2 separate regions of the Mus musculus genome follow, and region 2 is linked to region 1. The links are chromatin contacts, called in public promoter capture Hi-C maps. All regions are on one chromosome and are shown on one strand. The core of a region is the stretch at or near the end of the contact, and the rest is flanking DNA. Distances in the headings are between cores, read along the strand shown.

Evidence for each region. Promoter capture Hi-C pulls out the DNA fragments that hold promoters and counts their contacts.
Region 2: a promoter capture Hi-C map of hematopoietic stem and progenitor cells shows a contact between it and region 1, with 3 times the contacts expected there. The contact joins the promoter of Rnf220 here to the enhancer-like site in region 1. A contact is called at or near these places in 4 of 39 promoter capture datasets (embryonic stem cells, hematopoietic stem and progenitor cells, liver and 1 more), 1 of 15 datasets of contacts at CTCF or cohesin (the NIH/3T3 cell line), 1 of 115 datasets of contacts at active chromatin or transcription factors (stem cell-derived neural progenitor cells) and 2 of 9 other capture datasets (adipose tissue and liver).

What each region holds. Positions count from the first base shown.
Region 1 is chr4:117,216,116-117,221,120 of GRCm38.p6, forward strand. All of the region lies in intron 7 of Armh1 (armadillo-like helical domain containing 1), which reads right to left. Among named protein-coding and RNA genes, the nearest start is that of Gm23287, 7.8 kb to the left of the region's middle. Within about 2 kb of position 2,941, at least 48 of the 459 cell types and tissues checked have an H3K27ac peak or open chromatin away from gene starts, as enhancers often do. A contact at or near this core is called in adipose tissue and hematopoietic stem and progenitor cells, where this site is marked.
Region 2 is chr4:117,493,631-117,498,487 of GRCm38.p6, forward strand. It overlaps Rnf220 (ring finger protein 220), which reads right to left and starts at 3,422. Exons shown (of 15, transcript NM_025739.3): 1 at 3,053-3,422. It overlaps Gm12827 (a long non-coding RNA gene), which reads left to right and starts at 2,107. Exons shown (of 5, transcript XR_868034.2): 1 at 2,107-3,098.

The DNA of each region.
Region 1 (5,005 bases), core at 1,691-4,190:
AAGACCCTTTATCGCCGGGCAGTGGTGGTGCACGCCTTTAATCCCAGCATTTAGGAGGCAGAAGCAGGCGGATTTCTGAGTTTGAGGCCAGCCTGGTCTACAGAGTGAGTTCCAGGACAGCCAGAGATACACAGAGAAACCCTGTCTCGGAAAACAAAAACAAACAAAAAAAGACCCTCTATCTATCTAACTAAAGTTTTTTTTAATGAATTAACAAAACAAAATAAAACAAACAAACAAACAAACAAACAAAAAGGAGAAACACTTTTTATGCAGCTCGGGACAGTGGAACAAGTTTGTGCTCTAAGCACTTGGGAGGCTGAGGAAGTCAGAGGCAGGAGCTTTGAGTTTGAGGATAGCTCTATATAGCTAATTCCTGACAAATCTAGGCTACACAGTCAGACTCTGTCTCAGACGAACGAATGGAAACCACGACAAGACGACAGTGCTAACAGCCACCCACTGTCCTCTTGGTCCTGCCAGCCATGTCTCTGGATTGTGTGCTTCATAGAGATCCTCCAGGGTACCCTCAAAGTCAATTCTGATGCAGCCCCTGACACTTCTTGATGCTCAGAGGTGGCTCGTATTGTTGTTGCTACTGTAGTGGATGGGGGCCTAGGCTATGTAGCCCTGGCTGGACTGGGGCTTGTTATGTAGACCAGACTGACTCTGAACTCAGAGATCCTTCTGCCTCTGCCTCCCGAGTGCTGGGACAAGAGACTGCATTTGGCGTGCCCATCTGATTAGCGTTCTAACCTGGAGTCACAGATCCGAAAACACTGTACAGGGACAGGGTCCAGCCCTGGGGTGCCGCAGAGCATTTGGAGCCTCTCTGGCATCTCCCAAACTTTATGCAAACAAAACAAGAAGCTCTGAATGCTTGGCAGCCACTGTGTGCAGCGGCCAGAGTCCCAGACTCTCCAATGTTTCTTACTTGCTCTGCTGCTGGGTTGATGGGGATGCGTTTGGGTCTGAACGCTTTGACTCCTTTTATTGGATTGTGAGTCACTTTGCCAGCTAGAGCAGGATGCCACAGCGATGCCAGTGCACCCTGGGAAATATGTCTATGCCTGAGATGTGAAGAGAAGTGACTGGGTGGATGCCCAGGCTCCAAAGGAGTGTAAGAAGATATGTTTATGATAAATTCCTGGCTGGGAGCAGCAGGTTCTGCAACGTAGTCAGATATTCCAGGAGATAAATATTTACTTCTGCCAACCCACTTTAAACTGAATGCTTCATCTTCCATTGGTTATGTAACTAGAATGCTCGAAGCTCCTGGGACAAATGAAGATTTTTCTCACCCAGCCAGTTCTGTGTTTTGTGTTCGCAGCTGTCACTGGTTATACCCAAAGAGAGAGAAGCAGGGCCCTGCCTCTCTGCTGAGACATTTGCTCTCTGAGCAAGCACTTTACGGACTCATCCCCACCCCTTGGCCAACCCGGATGGGGCATGCGCTCGCTACAGGACCTGTGCTGAGGAGATAGAGGGGGCAGTGATCAGCAGATGTAAGGTGGATGCCATGGACACTTAGTTCAAGAGGAAAGAGTCATATCTCAAGTCCAGAAAGCCCACAGCCTGAAGCTGGATGAGGCAGCACGTGCCTATAAGAGCAACACTCGGGAGCTGGAGGGCCACTGCTTACTTCATATAGAGTTTGAGGCCAGTCTAAGCTGTCTAAGACTCTGTCTAAAAAAACCAAAGCAAAACAACTCACCCTTGTCTGCACCAGGATGCCTCGTGCTTTCCTGCTGATCCCTCTGAACAGATGAAGAAGTTGAGGGCAAGTGGCCTTGTTAGGGGGCCAGTGAGCAGGAAAGCTTCTACCAGGGTTAATGTTCCTGTGGCAAAAGGACCTTACAAGTGGCCAAGTAACCAAAGTTGGTGGTGGCGCACGCCTTTGACCTCTGCCTTGGGAGGCAGAGGCAGGCAGATCTCTGAGTTCAAAGTCAGCCTGGTCTACAGAGTGAGTTCCAGAACAGCCAGGGCTACATGGAGAAATCCTGTCTCGAAACAAAACAAAGGAACAAAATAAGTGGTCCAGCACTTGGATATCCCGTGTGTGCGGGAGAATAAAATATTCCATCCCAGGTGTGTGTGTGTTTGGCTTTGGCATTTTAGAATTGCTTTTTGCTACTGTTTTTTTTGTTGTTGTTGTTTTGTTTTTTTGTTTGTTTGGGTTTTTTTTGTTTTTGTTTTTGTTTTTTTGAGACAGGATCTTTCTACATAGTCCCAGATAGCCTAGAACTAACTAACTATGTAGTCCAGGCTGGCCTTGAACTCATAGAGATCCACCTGCCTCTGCCTCCTGAGTGCTGGGAATAAAGGTATGTGCCACCATGCCCAGCATCAGAGTTGGTTATCAGAGAAACTGTACGGCCTCTTGTAGATAGGAACAGGTCTGGAAGGCCGCCCTTCTCTTAAAGGGGCTGACATTATGAAGGAAATCTGTCTTAGCCAGCTCGTGGCTATGCACAGGCTTTTCTATGACGTACCCTCCTTTTTGCTTAGGGAAGATCTTTTCATGACAGAAGAGGTTGGGGTCCGACACTTGCCCAGACAGATTGCATCACAGGTGGTTTTTGACTAGGGACTTTGTGTAACCGGAAATCCTTTTGTGCCTCCTCCCAGCAACCTTCCATAAAGAGCAGCCACTTCCTTTTCCTCCATAACTGGAAGCCTGAATGCCTCTACATAAAGTTCAGTTAACCAGCACCTCCCTTCAGCCTCATACTCTGTAGGATTCTACAGAGTTTTTTTTTTCTGTTACTCTGTCTATAAATCATTTTACAGATGAAGATGATCATGCCTTGACAGCGAACAGACTAAATCTAAAGCTGGTGTACACATGCAGTCACTTCCACGGTGCCCACCCATGTCTTTGCTGCTAGAGTCTTGGGAAACCGGTTTACTGTGCACTTCTGGACGAGACTGCCACCTGCTGGCTGCACAGAGGAAGCACGCTTCAGCATAAATTTTCTTTCTTTTCTACTGGAATATCCTTGCAGGCTGTACTTGACCAGTCACATGCTCTCTGATTCCTGAGTGTTCTGCTGCCCTTTTAACTACATTCTATTCAAATACTAATGTTGAAGCACTAAAAATAGATTAACTCATACATTTTTAATTACACCGTATTCAAAGACCAATGCTGAAACACTAAAAATAGATGGATTAATTATTAGACATGGAGCCTTCACTGTTAGATCAAACTGGCCTTCATTTTGTGGCAGTCCTCCTGCTACCGCCTCCATCGTCGGCGGTTACAGACACATGCCATCATGCCCAGATAAAAATACTTTCAGAGAATTGCTTTTTAAGAGCTGAGGAGGACTGATGAGATGGTTCAGTGGACAAAGACACTTGAAACCAAGCCTCATCAACTGAGTAGGATCCCAGGGTTGCATGGTGGAAGGAGAAAAGTTCTGCTAGTTATCCCCCAACCTTGCCATCCCTGTGGCATGCACACCCCCTCCCAAATAAATAAATAAGGCAGGAGAGGCTCAGCAGTTAACACACTTTTTTTTGTTGTTGTTTTGTTTTGTTTTGTTTTTTTTTGACAGGGTTTCTCTGTGTAGCCCTGGCTGTCCTGGAACTCACTCTGTACACCAGGCTGGCCTCGAACTCAGAAATCCACCTGCCTCTGCCTCCCGAGTGCTGGGATTAAAGGCGTGGGCCACCACTGCCCGGCATTAACACACTTGTTAAGCAAGCTTGAGAACTGGAGTTCATGTCCCCAGCACCCAGGTAAACTGGGCTAGCACTGTGGCTGGGTTGCACTCTTAGCACTAGGGAACTAGAGACAGAGATCCCAGGGGCAAGCTGGTTAGCCCAGCTCATCACATTGGTGAGTTACAGGTTCAGCTAGAGACATTAACATGTAAACAGAGTGGCTAAGGAAGACCTCTGATGTCATTTTCTGACCTCCATGCACATGTGTGCGAGTGCACACACACACACACACACACACACACACACACACACACACACACAACTTTAAAGTCTAGCCAGACTCAGCTGAGAGAAGCTGAGATAAGTGGGTTGGTTAAGTGCTGGGGATCAAGGCTATCCTGGATAATGCAGCAAGAATCTGTCTCCAAAATGCAAACAAAAAATATATTATCAGTATTGTTATTGTATTTGTTTGTTTACTTATTTACTTACTTATTTGTGACAGGGTCTATCTTTATAGTCCTTGTTGTCTTGGAGCATGCTACATGGACTATGCTGTTCTAGAATTCACAGAGATCTCCTGAGTGCTGGGATTAAAGTTGTGTGCCACCAAACCCAGCTTGTTATTATTGTTATTTTTAAACAATAAAGAAAATCGATAAAGTATAAACATAAGCTATGGATGTGACATATGTGCTGATGACCCAGGAGTTATGGTGACATGTTCTCTGTCTCTCTCTCTCTCTCTGAAGTCTCCTGTAGCTAGACTATACTCAAGCTTACTATGTAGCTAAGTATGAACTTGAATTACTGATCTTACCAGTTTGTTTGTTTGAAGACAGAATCTTACTTTGTAGCTCAGGCTGGCTTTGAACTTATGACATTCATCCTGTTCATCCTGTCCCAACCTCTTGAGTGCTAGGATTACAGGTGTGAACCTATCTCAGTTATCTGCTCTCTGCTCTTCTAGGCAAGTGCGGTGGTTTGAATAGGAATGGCCCCCCAGAGACTCGTGTGTTTAAATGCTTGGGCCATATAGAGTGGCACTATGAGGAGGTGTGGCCTTGTTGGAGTCGGTGTGGTGTTGTGGGGCCAGGCTTTGAGGTTTCCTGTGCTAAAACTCCACCCAATGTGGAACACAGTCTCCTTCTGCTGCCTGTGGATCAAGATGTAGAACTCTTGGCTCCTTCCCCAGCATATTTCTGCCATGCTTCCTGCCATGATGATAATGCACTGAACTTCTGAGCCTGTAAGCCAGCCCCAATGAAATGTGAGAGTGAGAGTGGCTATGGTCATGGTGTCTCTTCACATCGATGGAAACCCAAACTAAGACAGC
Region 2 (4,857 bases), core at 2,172-4,671, 280 kb after region 1:
TTTTCCTTTGCATAAATAAACTTTTAAAAAATTAACAGGCAACTTAAAAAGCAAAGAACAATGGGAAATGGGGCCAGAATAGCGGGGGGTATTCGAAGAACGAAGGAAAGATTTTTTTTTAAGTTCACAGACTTCGCTTGAAGAGAACCCCCCCCCCCCCGCACACATGCCCAACGGGTATGTGGAAACACCTCCCTAACAGAAATTTTACCACCATATGCAAAGGTTCAGGGAGCATAATGCTAATACAGCTCCCAGGTTAGGGCCGACGCCTGAGAACTGGCTGGGTAGCCGGTGGCACATTTAGACCTAGACCCTGTTCTAGCTTGGCCATCGGATGCGAATCCGCGACAGCCTCACTGGTCCGAGAGCACGCGGAAGCGGGGATGCTGAGCGTGCGGGTGCAGATTTCAGCGATGAAGAGCCTCAACCCAGAAGAAAAATAACTCTTTTAGGGAAAACGAGAAAAGAAGACGGGAAGGAGAAACCTATTAAAAACTTGGGGGTCAGCGCTGAGCCAAACCCACCACACTCCGTGGCCTGACCCCTCTAGCTCCCTGTTGCCTTTGTACAAAGATCCTAACAACCTCCGCTTGAAAACAATTTAACTTTGGGGAACCGAGGCACCAGTCCTGGAAGAAACACAAGCCCGGGAGCTCTGGTCTGAAGGCTCACACGGCCTGGGGACAGGGGCTGAAAGCAGCAGCCTTCGAGCAAAGTCCTAGGACCCGGAGGCCCTACACCGCCCCGCCCCGCGGGTCACCGGGGCGCGGTGGCTGCGAGCCCCTCGGCCGTCAGCCGCCGACTCCTCCACCCCGCTCCGCTGCCCCCGCGGTTCCCGTACTGCGGCAGTGGGGTGCAGCAGGTTGAGGCTCTACGGCTCCCTCAGTCGCTGCCCGGGAGCAACACCCCGAGAACAGGTGTGCCCCCGCTCGCTCGGTGCCGGGACCCAGTGCAGCGCCGCTACCCGAGTCCTCGGATTCCCCCTCCAGGCCCCGGAACGCAGCGATGGAACTCACGCCACTTAGCCCCGGGCTCCGCCGGCCGGGAGGAATCGGAACGGGAAACGCCCGGCGCGCTTTTTCTCCACGCTCTTTTCTGCCTTTACACTTTGCTCATTTTCCCTTTGCGAGAAAAGCCGGGGGGCTGTGTGCAGGGCCCCAGCTAGCTCGGCTGCCCCCCCGGTTCTACTCACTGCCTCCTTCCTGCTAGCCCTCCTTCTATTTTTATTCCCCCCCCCAAAAAAAACCCTAAAATGCGTCTCAGGCGGAGGCCACAGTGGAGGCGGGAGGTAGGTCGTGGCTGCAAGACGTCGTGAGCAGAGAGCGCCTGTGCTTTCCCTTTCAGCTGCTTCTGGGGCAGCGAAGGGGCGCAGGAGAAAGACCTGGGACGACACAGGCCACCCAGACAGAGCCGCGCCCCATCCGGGTGGCCCTGGCCCTAAGCACTCCAGCCACCCGATGTGCGTCCGGCCCCCCCGGCCCAGGCCCCGGGGCCTTGACTAGAGCGGTGACCCGGACCAGAGAAGGCAGTGCGTTCTTAATGGGAAGGGAGAATGTGTCCTCTGCTTTCCAACACCCCGAGACCTCGTCACCTCGGGGCTCCAGCACGCCCTGGCGGGCCACGGTCACCCGGGCCTCGAGCTCTTGCCGGGGATACTGTAGCGCAGGACGAACCTCGCATCCCTAGATGGCCTCGCCACCGTGGGCGGCCTCGCCCGGGGGGCCATACGGAAGCTCTCTGCCCAAGTTTGTTGTGCCCTGGAAGAAAAGCCTTTCTCTTACAAAACACAAAGGCGAAACGCCCAGGCCGAGCCCTGAAAAGCTTCGGGTTGGGGGTGGGGGGGCGGCCGGAGGCTCCGGCGCGCGGTGGCTGGGACGGGCTCCGCCGGGCGGAGGAGGTCGCTCGGCCCCGAGTGACGAGCGCGGCGGCGGTGGCCGCAGGACTGCAGCAACCGGCGTGCTCGCTGAAAAGTTTTGCTCTCAAGTCGGAAGAAGAGAAATTGTTACTCAGTTTAAGGCAGGTAGAAGATGTAAAAAAAAAAAAAAAAAAAAAAAAAAAAAAAAAAAAAAAAAAAAAAAGAAAAAAGAAAAGAAAAGAAAAGAAAAAAAGAAAAAGAAAAAACACCACACACACAAAAAGCAAGCTCGTGATTTTACAAGATCGTCCTCCCACCTCGCTCCTTATAATCGCTGGAAGAGGGGATCCCGCCCCCCCACCCCCAATCCCAGGAGACCGGCACGGAACGCGTTACTCTAAGGCCGGCCAGTCCAACCCAGTGGAGCTGGGAGTTTACCGGTTACAGATAGCACGGTTCACCTCAGTGGCAGCACCTGCCTTCATCCTGCAGGCGGAGGTTTTCCCCATCCCACCCCCACCGCACCCCCCGGCTCTCCTTCTCCATCCTTCACACCCGTCCTCGTCAGGAAAAAGTAAGCCGAGCCTCTGGGGACCCCAAGGCTCCGGAGCCTGCGGGGTACCCCACCGGGTCGGCAATGTGTTGTGCGGCTGGGATCGTTTCTCAACAGATCGCCCCTTTCCTATCCCGCCCGCCGCCTGAGAGTCCCCACTGAGTAACACTCAGACCGGGCCCGCGGAAATCACAGCGGGGTGCACCGGGAAGCCGGGCAGGAGAGCTTACTCGCGGTCGACCCAAACAAAGTGGAAATGGGGCTTATAAAAAGATGGAGAAGTCCTGCTCCCTTCCCCTGGCTATCCCCCTCGCCCTCCCTACTTGTCCAATTCCAGCGTCTGGTCCCTCCCCCTTGCACCCCCCAAATAAAACACATTAAGGAAAACTCAAGACGGAAAGTTTGAGTGAGGCAGCGCACTGAGCGCGCCGGGCACCGACAGCCAAGGAGGCTCGGTCGCCAAGATCTAAGACGCGGCAGTGCAGGTCCCAGTCCCTGTCCCTGTCGCAGGGGAGCCGCCCGAATCCCTGGGAGACCAACCCCGAAAGTTAGCCAGGTTCCTCAGCAACCCGGCCACCCTCGCGCCCACCCCTCTTGTGTACGCACACGCATCCACACCCCTTTCTGGGCTCCGTACTTGCCGTGGAAATTCCTGGGGAGAACGATCGCACTTTTCAGGACACCAAGGTAAGAAGACGGAGAGTGTGGTGCATGAAAAGTCCCGGGTGCGCAGAGCCGGCGGGGGCAGCGGCGGCGGTGGTGGCGGCAGCGGCAGCAGCAGCAGCAGCAGGCGGCTGGCCCCGGGTTTGTGCTCGCGAGCTGCCTGGGATTGCATGTACAGATCAAGAGACTCTGTTGGTGTGAGAGAAGAGCAGTGCTGCCTCTCAGCGCTGGCTCTAATCAGTGAATGAGCCTCCACTCTCCCAGGGACTCGGAGGCGCACACACACGCGCGCGCGCACACACACACTCACACACACATGCACGCACACATTCTCTCACACTCACACACATACAGGCACTCTGAGCACTGAATACATTAGGGTACTAAGGGACTCTGGGAAATGGAGTCCAGACCCCGGGCACTCCGGGAGAGCAGCCCTGGCTGCCCTCACTAGAGGGCTGGATGGTCTTAGGTGGCCCGCCCAAGTGGAAACTAGAGAGGTCTTTTGCCTTTGTTTACATCTCTCCTCCTTTCCCTTCGGAGAAATCTGACTGACCGCGATTCTTTTTTGAACTAAAGTGACCAAGGGGAAATGGCTAAATCTTTTAAGCCTGACGTCAGGGCTGCTCGCTGACCACCAAACCTTGGCTCCAACATAAAACTCTACCCTTTCCCCCCCACCCCCCGCCCCCGAAAGATCCTACCTGCTGTGTAGTGCTTCGAATGTTTAGTGCTTTGAATATTACTTTGGGTCTTTGCCTATAAAAATAAAATTGTAAGTGAATATGAATAAAACTGACATTTAGACAGAGAGGAAAAGGGGCCTAGTTTAACACCCAGATTTGTGAATAAAAATTTCCCTGGTGTCACTGATGTTTATAATATAGTTCTTTCTCTTCAAATTGTTAATTCATGAGGTATAAAAAGATATATTGGGGAAATAGAGAATTAACATTATTGAGAACCTTCTAAGACCCAAGCTATGAGTCCAAATGTCATTCCACAATCTCATTTAGCCCTTTAATTCTGGAGATAATATTTCTAGTTTTTAAAAAGAAGAAACTGAGGCTGGGTTTTGTGACTTACTTCTAGGTACACAGCTAACAGGGAAGGCAGGTAGGCCCCGCTGAGAAGGCAAAGCCCAGCTGAAAGCTAATCCTGGCCTCTGAAGTAATTCCTTTGTTTTGTGGCTTGGTTTCTAAAAAGTCAGGTTTCTCATCTGGAAAAAATTTCTCTTCCCTAGGATACATGAGGATAATCCATCCTGCGAAGAACCTCCCAGGATTATAGTCTAAACCAGAATGAGACCAATATTCCATTCTGATGTGACTTTTTCGTCCCTTTTTCTCATGTTTAACATGTGCTTAAGTTTGTATAGAACTGGGCTCTGTGGTTGATGCCTGTAATCCCAGCACCCAGGAGGCAGATGCAGGAGGACTGCTGAAAGTCCCAGCACAGCCTGGTCTACACAGGGAGTTCTAGGCCAGCCAGGGCTAGGAGTGAGACTCTCAACAAAAGGTACTAGCTAAGTTCCTGTGTGGTGATTACACTTAAAATGTTTAATTAGCAGCTCTTTAAATGAGCAGCTAATAGGCTCACCTAGACTTCTGTGACCATGACTACCTCCATTCACAGGATTCAATTGGCTTAGGGACTTCTAAGCCTCTAGCCATACCAGTCATGCATTGGCACTATTGTTAATTAGACTGCTCTTTTCTGTTGAGTTATAAACGTTATGTGGGCAAGAACTATGCTTGATTTTTTTTTCAAGAGAATCATCTAA